Regions from separate parts of the Drosophila melanogaster genome. Here region 1 is linked to region 2. A link is a contact called in public Hi-C data. All regions are on one chromosome and are shown on one strand. The core of a region is the stretch at or near the end of the contact, and the rest is flanking DNA. Distances in the headings are between cores, read along the strand shown.

Region 1 (5,780 bases), core at 61-2,560, 69 kb after region 2:
CAAAGAACTGAGGCGATCGTTACGTCTTAACAAATCGGCCCGCCGGAAAGGCTATCGGAGTTGCGAGAGCGAAGCAGAAAAACGGTACGCCTTATGAACATATAGTATAATCAAGTGGTCTAGATAAGCCCATTGTTATTGTTTATGCCAAGGTTTGCCAACACCAGCTAGATTGGGCCTTCTAAGCTGAAACATATTCAATTTAAGTTTTTTAATTGGAAATGCCAGTTTCTTTAGCAATGAATTAGGAAATAAAACTCTAGCATATGAACCATTTTTATAAATTAAACGTTTCGATTTCAGTTTGAAATGAGAATGTGTTATTTAAGCAGACAATTTAAACGAATCACCATGAGCCTACAAAAAGTTAATGCAAACTGTTAGTGCTTTAATTTAGATACAATGTATGAGATAATCTAAGTACTTAACGTGATATAAGCAAAATTGTTGAAAATTTTCCACTTTCAGGCTGATGACAGAGCGTTTAAACGAACCCATCAACATCTCCATTCGCATGGGACCTGCCTATGACTATAGGCCATCGAATTTCTGATCGTTCGGGATTATTATATAAGGATAAAGTTCTTCGAATTTCTTAGCTCTGCTAACTGCTAACTTAGCTTAAGATGTAATGTTACTGCTAAGTTGCCAATGTAAACTGTTATTAAAAGTTTTTACGCAGCCTTACACGAATGTCGTAAGCTCTGCGACAGCTGATGAAATCAAAGAGCTTTACAAGCAACGAAAGCTCTGGTTCGCTCTTAACGACACACATGAGTTCTCTTAAGCTCTGCTCTTACTACGCCCACTCAAAAGTTTATTGCCACAACAAGTGGACGTGACTTTGTGCATCACAAACAGAGTATATTAGCTTTTTTAAAAAGTATAAGTTACATGTAATTATAAAAATTGGTTTTGCTAAGCACTACAAACTTACCGCATTAATTTTTGCATATAATGCATATAATAAAAAAAAAAACAAAATAAACATTTTAAAACACAAATATATGTTATGTTTGATTCTATTATATTTGAACAGATTTTTATGCACATATTTTTTATTTTAAATTAGGTCTTTATTTTAGTGTTAGAAAAGGGCATACGGTCGTCGGTGCAGGATTGCAAACAACTCTCATTTCAGTTGGCTTTTACTTTCTTCCGCCGTCCACCAATACTAATACTAATTCGCGCCAACTGCAATCTCGCTCTCTCTCTTACCTTCCCAATTTCTCTTCTCCTACGTCACAGAAAGCGTTATCTTCCAAGTTTTTTTTCGTGGTGCCCGCTTAGTGTGGAAAACGTGTTCGACGCGGAAATGACATTGATAGTGAAATTTTAACCAAATTTTCGGCATCTGTTTTTTTTCCAAATTTTCGACAAACCAACCAAACCATTTACGAAAGTCTCAAAATTCGATTTGATGAAAGTGAACTTTGATTTACGGCACGTACAAAATAGTTTTCATCAAGTTAAATTAATTTAAACAAACGGCTGAGTGCAAAATGAAGCTAATTTCCACAGTTGTTTACCTGCTGGTGGCATTCTACAAATTCGCCAAGAAACTCTTGTAAGTGGCCCCAATTACCTAATATTAGTTTTAGACTTTTGATTTTTGGGTGTGCCGGGCCTTGCCATTTTTTGCCCTTTTTCCTCCCTCGAAAATCTTGAAGATTATTGATATAACAACAGGGAAAATATTTCGTTGTTTGTTGCTGCTTTTCATAAACTAAGTTTCCTTTGTAAAGCTTTTGCGTCTGACTCTTTGTTTGCTGTTTTCCTTCAGTTTCTTCTTTATTGTTTATGTGGTTTGTTTTCGGACCTGCAGTTTATTACACAAAAATACAAATTTTGCTCCAATCTGCTGACTAGTGCGAGCGGGAACGAGACAGCCGCTCTTTGTGTGCTCTTCTTGCTCGCTCTCTCAAACCCCACCACACCTCCCCACACCACAAAAATACCCCAAAGAAGCGCCACGTTTTTGTTTGGGTTTGAGGTCGCTAGGAAATTTGATGTGCTTTGTTCCATGTGGAGATTGTAATTCACCCAAGTGCCTGTGTGTGTATGTATGACTTTAGTTGGCAAAGAAATGGGTTTTTAATTACTATAACTGTCCTTTTGTGTGGGTGTTTTTTGGTGAGCTCTTCAGCTGAAAAGGGCGTTGTACACATTTGTAATTCACAACGAGCACATAAGATCTTTTCTGATTAAAGTGAACATCCCTTGTTGCAGGAAACCGTAATTTCATTACAATTGACCGCAATATCCCGTCTACGAAATATTCCACTTGTTGAGCGCATTCGTTACTGACTGGGAAATTTTGTGAAAGCAAATTATAGGTCCTTTTCAGTTGTTACAAGTATCAATTATATATCGATTTGCCTGTGCTTATTTGTAAGTTAACATTATTTCAATCGATCAATAAACTCATTTATTAACCAATCAGCTTTAATGTTCAAACAAGAGGTATTATCTGCCATTTGATCTATCTCCTCGAATGTATGAAATGAGATAAGTTTATTGGGCACTAACTATCTTATCTTTTTATCCATAATTATCATATGTATGAATGTAATAATGTATATACCTTGTATCGGACTAATAACTAACGAAAACCCGACACAGCTGGTATGACTCAGTAATAGATTTTATACTTACTGATGTTCATATAATTCGTTAAAAACTTGAGATAAGATTATTTACTGTGAATTATAGAAAACAGTTCAAATTCCAAAATATTTACTAAGTATTAGGTATTTATGATTTGCATTCGTAAATAGGTGGTATGCATTCAAATAATGTGAACGGCACGCGTTTGTCAATTCCATTGGCCAATTGATAAGGTGCGAATATAAGACCACCAGATGCATGCATGACAACAAACAAACCTCCTTTATTAGAATCACATAGTATAGAAGATAAACTAAAAAGTGAACTTTATACCGAAGGCCGCGGTTGGTCCACTGAAAATCCTTATCTAATCTCAGCGGCTAGACCACTGGCTGCGCGTAATAAAGTGCTAAATACACTCATACACTCCATATATGATGGAACTAAATAGTTGTATTCCCCACCTAATCAGCGAACGGACTCACACTCACCAGTGACCTTGACAGGCCAACTGGGAGCGTAGGATTTGCGAGAACTACGCAAAAGCAACCGCCCCAAACTAAATGAAACCAACAAGATCCGGGCTACGTCACTTTTGGTTGCATTCCCCGTTCTAATCGATAGGTTGTAAATCACATTCGGTTTGAAAGTTTTATAACTGACCCGCACGAGGGAATTATGCTCGGCGAAAAATTTTCAAGTGGTTCGCTACCTTATACAATAAATATGTCCGATAAGATATGCCCACGAAAGCAGACACCAGACCAGACACGATCCTCATGTCATTGGCATTGTTATCAGCGCAAATTACAAATTGATCAGAATTGACCCACTCAGGTCCAACAAAGTAAGTGGGCACTCCAAGTGAGTCATTTAATCGACGTCTTTGGGTCTTTGTTTTTAAGGGTGAAGCAATTGAGAATTACCTTTTTGATGTGCTAAAGATTACAGACCTGTAAAGATCCATTTAAACTTCTAACATAAAAATACATATGAACTCCAAAAGATAAAATTAACGGTCACAATACAGCGATTTTCTATAAAATATCATTTTTACTCACCTTAAACAAACAAAAAGTATACATGGATACATTTTTAAAAGAAATAAGCTGAAATACGTCGAAAATTTTATGAACCGCATTAAACTATCAGCTACCTTAAAATCCAGAAGCTATTACCCGGCTTCAATATTTTGCATCACTCATACGCAGGGTGTGCCCATTAGAATGAAAAACAAATTCACACTAGCGTTACAAACCCTGAGAGCGTGAGCCATTGAACTTATTACGATAATGAGTTCGAGAGCAAGAATCCAAGAGAGCGAGAGGGGTCCTCTCGCCGGTCGATGGTGCAATAGTGTTGGTGTACCGATGGTGTAATGATGGTGTGCTGGTGGTGTACCGATGGTATGGCTGCCTGAGTCGGCCAGACAAACAGAGAGGTCTCTTGGCATTATCCTTATCAGCTTCAGCTGCCGGGCGATGAGAGCGTTGGTATAAATGTCGCAAGGCACGTACCATCGCGTTTAGTTCTTTTCAGCTCGCCAGAGCATTTGAACCGCCTGTCAATCTGGATTAGACGCCACCTCGGTTCGCGTAAAAGCTCGGCGGACACTTTGGTTCCTCATCGATCGCCATCTAACCATGTGTGGTAGTGCTCTGTAGTGCAGGCTGCAAAATGGTGAGTTTGGGATGCAGGACATAGTCAGTTTGCTGCACTGAACCACTTGCAAAGTGCCCGGAAAAGCGGTCCAAGTTTCATTTCGCCTCCAGATGGAATCAGCTTTTGCCGGAGTAGAACCAGTTTTTTCCAAGCCAGTGGGGTTGCGATACTCACATGTACATATACCACATGTACTGCGAGTATGTGTCCCAATCTGTCGCTATGCTGTTGTATAACAAAAATAATCGCGTACTCTTTTTGTCTATACCCTGTACAAATGACGAGACTAAAGGAATATGCTAATGTGCGGTACAGAAATGGAAGTGTTTAGATAAGAGTTTCCGAAAGGTGTGATAAGAAACATTTTAAATATATATATATATCAGTTGAGTAAGCATCGAGAGATAGCAAAGCTTGCGTATTTACGATCGTCATATTTTGTAACATCTGGAACAAGTACAGGTCATCTGATAGTCGAGCATCCCAGCTGGTCGTGTGTATCATTTGCTGATAAGGTTATCACATCCCTGGCGTTTTTCCCTTTTTATTCGTTTTTGGTTTGCTCTGAGATTAGTCAATATCAAATGAACAATCGATGACCCGATCGGTCAGCGGTAGCAGGTGTCTTGCTACAATATAGTCAGCTGAATTAACAAAAACTTACATAGTTTCGCACCACGAATGCCACCTATCACTCCCACGAGGAAAAGGCCTGTCATAAATTGAGCAGACCTGTTGCCAAGTTCATGTGGCATTTTGGCCGAATCCCCAGGTTCATATGTATGTACATATAGCAGTATAAATAAAATCTCAATGTCGGCCGCTGCTCTTGTTGATTTCGTTCGACTTTCCGCAGTGCATTGCCAGAAAAAATTGAGATCCGTTTAAATCTGTTTGTAGAGCAGTCACACCTGCGGAAGGGGAAGAGATTATTATATTTAATTAGTGCTACATCGAAAGGTGACTCGAGGTTTATAGGTATGTATAGCTAAAAAAATATAGTACATCAACATCAAAGTAGATCAAGTTCAATAGCAGCTGAGCAAACAAAGAACTAGGGAAACTTTTGTTAAATAGGAAAATACAAGTGCTTTGATTAATATTTAAATATAAATATTATTTACCTTTTATTTTTCCTAATAGTTTGATATCTAATAGAATTTCTGTTGACTTATCTACGAATTTTTATGTTCTAAAATCCTCAACAATTATATATATGTATATAATGTTTCTTATGTCTAACAAACTTTTCATAATGTAAAACATATGTCAAATTAAAATTCTTGCCTACTCTTAGGCTGATTTTAAAGAACTTTTTAAAACATGATAATAATAAATAAAATACTTAATTTATGATATTATATATTCGACTGCCAAAAAGCGCTATAACTTAAAATTAATATAGTTAATTATATAAAATTCACTAATATTTGCAATTGACTTCAAAAGATTTAAGAGATAAATAGATACCATAACTTGTCGTATTGCGGAAATGAATGGAAGTCGTTGTT
Region 2 (4,978 bases), core at 550-3,049:
CCGATTATTGGTGTTCCCCATTAACTCGTTTAAGAAACGTCAGACCCTTGAAATGACAAACAACATTTGGCAATAAAATATATAGCATCAGTGATGGTATTACTAGATAATAATGATAAGAAAACAAGGTTCTTAAAACTGTAAACAACAAAGATATACTACATATAGCCTCTAATGTTTCTTAAGCTTATCAGCATGTAAGCATTTCTGTTTCTTTCCTCCCAATAATTTGCAAGATAACGTTACGATTAACAGAGCGAGTAGTAGAGGTACTGCCAGTATCACAGCTAAAGTGTCCAAGCTGTTCAGTTGAATGAAGTTGAGATCCCGGGAAGTTGCTCGCAGGTGAGGAGCACCATTGTGCCTGATTACGTACTCCGTCCACCAGACAGCTCGATCGACGGCTGATTGCGGTTGATCACGATACCGCTCGGAAATGGCCAAGGATGCTTTGGCATAACTGGGATCAGTGAGCAGCGTTTGAATGGCCTTTTCCAAATCCTCCTGCTTTAGATTATTCAGATCCAAGCCCAAGCCGAATCCCACTCGCTGGGCGCGCTGCACATTCATGTGCTGATCATAGAAGCACGGCAATCCCAGTATGGGTTTGCCAAAGTAAACGCTTTCGGTGCTGCTCAGCAGACCACCGTGGCTGATGAACAACTTCACATTCGGATGGGCCAGAATATCCGGCTGGGGATACCATTTCTTGATCAGCACATTAGCTGGCTTTCCAGGCATATCGTCATCTTCGAATTTCCACAGCACTCTCTGCTTCAATTTGGCAAAGGTCTTCAGCAGCGTATCACGAGTTTCCTGTGGCAGATCCTTGCTCTTCACATTGGAGCCCATGGAGAAGTATATAACACCATGTGGCGAACCCTCAATAAATTGTTTAATGTCTTCTGGCAGTGGTTTCGGCTTGTGCGAGATGTGCATTCCACCAACCTCAATCATGTTGGGCAAATAGGGTCGCGGATAGCTCAAAGAAAAATGCTGGCCCAGCAGAATCAACGAAAAACTATCCATGACTTCCTCCAGGGTTTTCTTTGCATTCGGGAAATACTTTTTGTAAACATTTCTCATATGTGGCAGGTGAACGAAATGGCGATGAATGTCCTCCACAATGACTTCGTAGTGATTTTCCAAGCGCTCCAGAAAGGTCATCCGATCGGTTCGAGGAGAGGTCACAAGCGGGTTATATGATATGGGTGATATATTTCCAGCAGCCTCATCAATAGTTCTATCGGTTCCAAAGCTGGAGAATCCCACTAAAGTGGCATTAAAATGCTGAGCAAAAGCGTACATCGGTTCCATATGGAGCATCTCCGCCAGCACCAGATCGAAAGTTTCTCCCGAATTAAGTAGCCTCTGGACACCCTCGTCCTCCATAGTTACATCGATGAATTTGTTTAATATGTAATCCATGGCATTGAGCTGCTGCCACAATAGTGGCACATTCAGCAAACTCATCATCTCTGCGAGCAAATAGATTTATAAATACAAAATACTATTACTTGTCAATGTGTTAATACACACCGTCTGCGAATTCGTGCGCTTTGAGGGCCTCAATAAAGCGCATATTTGGTGTCTCCTTGTTCTTGAAGGCATTAATAACGGTCACCTGATGACCCTTAGCTGCCAAGCTTTCAAGTAACTCTCCACAAATATGTACTGAGATCGACCCGGAAACGGCAGCGTAGCCAAAATCTTCGCACTTTCCGACTCGAGCGGCTTGGCGCTCAAAGCGCAAAACACGATCGCGATCACAGTTAATAATCTCATGGTCACGGAATGAGTATCGTGCAGCGACTAATTGAACAGATCGGTCAAACTTTCCTATATATACATATGTGCTTAGCTTTTGTTGATAGCGAACGAGAGAGCTTTTTGAGCGACAAACAATGCCCATTCACGATGATAAAGGGCATTTGGCATTTGCATTTTCATCGTTGTTATTTAATAAAGAGAGAGACATTCCACTTTTAAGAGGGAACCCTCCTCGGTTAGGGTAGTCCATGCTCGACACTCATTATCTTTATTGATTCTGTCGGTTTGCTTATGAAATAGCACTTTATAGCGGCTCGGGCCAACTATTTCACATTTTATTTAAAAATTGCCGAAGAGCTTCAAACGAGATTTTGGGCACGCGTTCCCGGCACGTGATGGAATGAGTATCAAATCGATTTATACATATCGCCAATTCGGTACGATTCGGTTCCACTATCACTCCATAACCAAATCGAATAATTAATATATAACCTATTATTATATTTTTGGGAATTTGTTAACCGCTTTTACATTACCTTATTCATATGTTTGTATTTCATATACACCATAAAAACCTTTACACAGTACTATCCCAGTTTCCTCTTTCGATATTAATTCCTCAATTTGTGCAAACTACTTAAAGTTGGCAAACTCCCGACGGGCTTTTAAAGATCTTCCCGTGAAGTCCCCGGTATCCGCTGGACTGAGTGCTGGGCAAATTCCCCGAAGAATGTGCGTGAGAAGTGCAGGCCAAACAAGCGGAGAAGGCAACTAAAAACAAAACGCACAACAGGGAGCTGGGCCGAAAGACGTGAAAAAGGCTCAAAACGAGTACCAATGCAGCTGGCCAGTTGGGAATTTTTGCCGGTGGAGGAGGCGAAACTCGGCGGAGCATAAAGGCCAAAGCGCTGCCTAAGAAAAGAAATTATTTGCTTAAGCGACGGCAAAGGACCTTGTCCGGAGCTTCCTTTTTCCCGGAACAAAGCACACTCACCCACCCGCACACCCACACACACACACACACACAGAGGCAGACAAAGAACAACAAGAATGAAAATACGTAGAATGAAAACAGCAGGAAGGAACAAAAATGAACAGAAAATGTAAAGTGAGTGGGCCAGAAATATTAAACTTTTATACACGAAAATTTTTAAGTGTATGTCCGGCGGGAAAAATTGTTACTGTTAATTTATAAATAAGGTGGAGTTGTTATTGTGGGCTTCTGACGGAATGTCCGCCAGTTGGACCCTTCCGAGCTTCCGAAACCCCACGATGGAACTCCTTTGTAACCCAGCAGGACCAGGACCAGGACCAAGACAACCACCACCATCGCCACATCCCTGGCTATTTGTTTTCACTTCAATTTATTTGCTTTCTTGCGCACATTTTCACTCCTTAGTCCTTGTTTACTCCTTTCATCCAACCCAATACCATCTCTTCCCTCACTTCTTTTTCACCCTTTTTTTTTTTTTTGTGAATCTCCAACCCTCTGAGCTCTTTAGCCCCTCTTTCCTTTGGCCATTTCTTTTGCCGTTTATTATGAGGCTTTTCCTTTGGTCGGCCCCGGATCGCCTTGCAACTTGATTCAATTAAGTTTCCTGATTATTTTAGCTACAAAAAAATGATACCAAAAAAAAAGGCCACAAGGCCCACCTCTTTTTCACTCCTCTTCGGTTAGCAATTTTAATTTTTTAATAAAGGGCATGTGTAAGGCGAGAGCTCTACAAGTGGGCCATCTTGTGGTTTCTGGTGCCCTATTGTATTGGTTCATCATCATCTTGGCGTGGAAGGGGTCGGCTCAAGTTCGTGGCGAGTCAACAACTGATCCGGGGTTAAGAAAAGGTCAACAGCAGGCTGTTCACTTTTCAACGGGTATTTCTGAGAAGAGGTCCTTCGCAATTGTGAAGTGTAACTGTGCATATAGAAAAAGGATGGTTTAAAGAGCATTCCTGAAAGTATATTTATATTTTAGTATTTTTTTAAATCATCAACTCATTCCAATAAATAAGAGTTTTAAATTTAAATCAAATATATTAGTTAAGTTAGTTTGAAAAATTTTAAAATCCTAATGCCCATCTAACAAAGCGATAAATTAGTACTTAAGCTGCCACACTAACAGCATGAAATCTTAACTGCTGGGATACTGCCTGGAAAGGAAAAACTTGGCTTTATCTCTTTTGTGCACTAAATGCTCTTGGCCTTTATTCGACTCGACTCGTCTCGTCTCGTCAGTAGAAAAGCCTGAACAACATTAATCAGGCTTACCTTGTCGTGTATTTTTCCCCACCTACAAACAACCCACACACATGTCTGACTACCATGGATGAAAGGAATTATCCGGAGGGCCGAACAACGAATAGCAACAGCTGCCATATTGACGATGCTTTAAGTGCAAATGCAATTTATTTGCAACAAGCACTTGCTGCACGAACTATGCAACAATGGCTGGCCAGGAATTGAGATTGGAAGTGCCGAGGAACAATTTGCCCATAAGTAAAAATCATTTTTCATTTGTTTTCATTTCCGTTTTATGAAGCATTTTGATTTCGGCATAGCTTCCGACTTCCACACACCATTCTCTACAATACCATATCTTTTCTGCTCTACACTGACGAGATTAGAGAATGTTAAGTGATGGGCAGAACTGCAGTTTGGCAAAAGGACCTCGGACCTAGCTCCTGAATACCTGAAAATCACTCGACCAGGAGCAAGCTGAATCCTTCCAGGATTCTAGTCTGAATATTTGCTACATATTCACTCGCTCGAAGAATGCCAGTCAACGTTGACAATCGACTTTTATTGCTGTTGAAAAGGACTAGTAGCAAGCAAAAAAAAAATATGAAAAACAAGAGATCGGAAAAATCGGAACGATGCGACAAAGAAACGCATGAATGCACTGAAAGAAAAATTTAAAAAACGACTATATTTTACAACATATTCATTCTGTTTCTTATTCGTGCCTTTCAGATACAAAATCATAAATCTAAAACCAATAACAATTATGAAAACACACTAAAACACACCATTGCACAAAGTTATTGATGTTAATATATAAGAAATACCAAGACAAGACAAGCACAAGATTTTTTTCAATGTGCCCAACGACTTTGTCAACTCCCAGTTATTACGTTTTGTTTAACATTTCAGCAAATTACACTGCATTGTCTAGAGCTCAACTTCAGAGTGAAGTTGAAGTCCCCGTTTTCTT

Evidence for each region. Hi-C and Micro-C count contacts between places; a contact is called where the count stands out from the background.
Region 1: a contact with region 2 is called in a Hi-C map of the Kc167 cell line, with 6 times the contacts expected there. The contact joins the promoter of cu here to the promoter of Ugt35C1 in region 2. A contact is called at or near these places in 26 of 107 Hi-C or Micro-C datasets (the Clone 8 cell line, the D17-c3 cell line, the Kc167 cell line and 11 more) and 1 of 6 datasets of contacts at active chromatin or transcription factors (the Kc167 cell line).

What each region holds. Positions count from the first base shown.
Region 1 is chr3R:11,196,282-11,202,061 of dm6, forward strand. It overlaps cu (curled), which reads left to right and starts at 1,311. Exons shown (of 6, transcript NM_169375.2): 1 at 1,311-1,567. The coding sequence starts at 1,503. It overlaps CG18577, which reads left to right. Exons shown (of 2, transcript NM_141787.4): 1 at 1-84; 2 at 469-1,004. The coding sequence ends at 553.
Region 2 is chr3R:11,126,529-11,131,506 of dm6, forward strand. It overlaps Ugt35C1 (UDP-glycosyltransferase family 35 member C1), which reads right to left and starts at 1,800. Exons shown (of 2, transcript NM_001104274.2): 1 at 1,540-1,800; 2 at 69-1,478. The coding sequence starts at 1,785. The coding sequence ends at 172.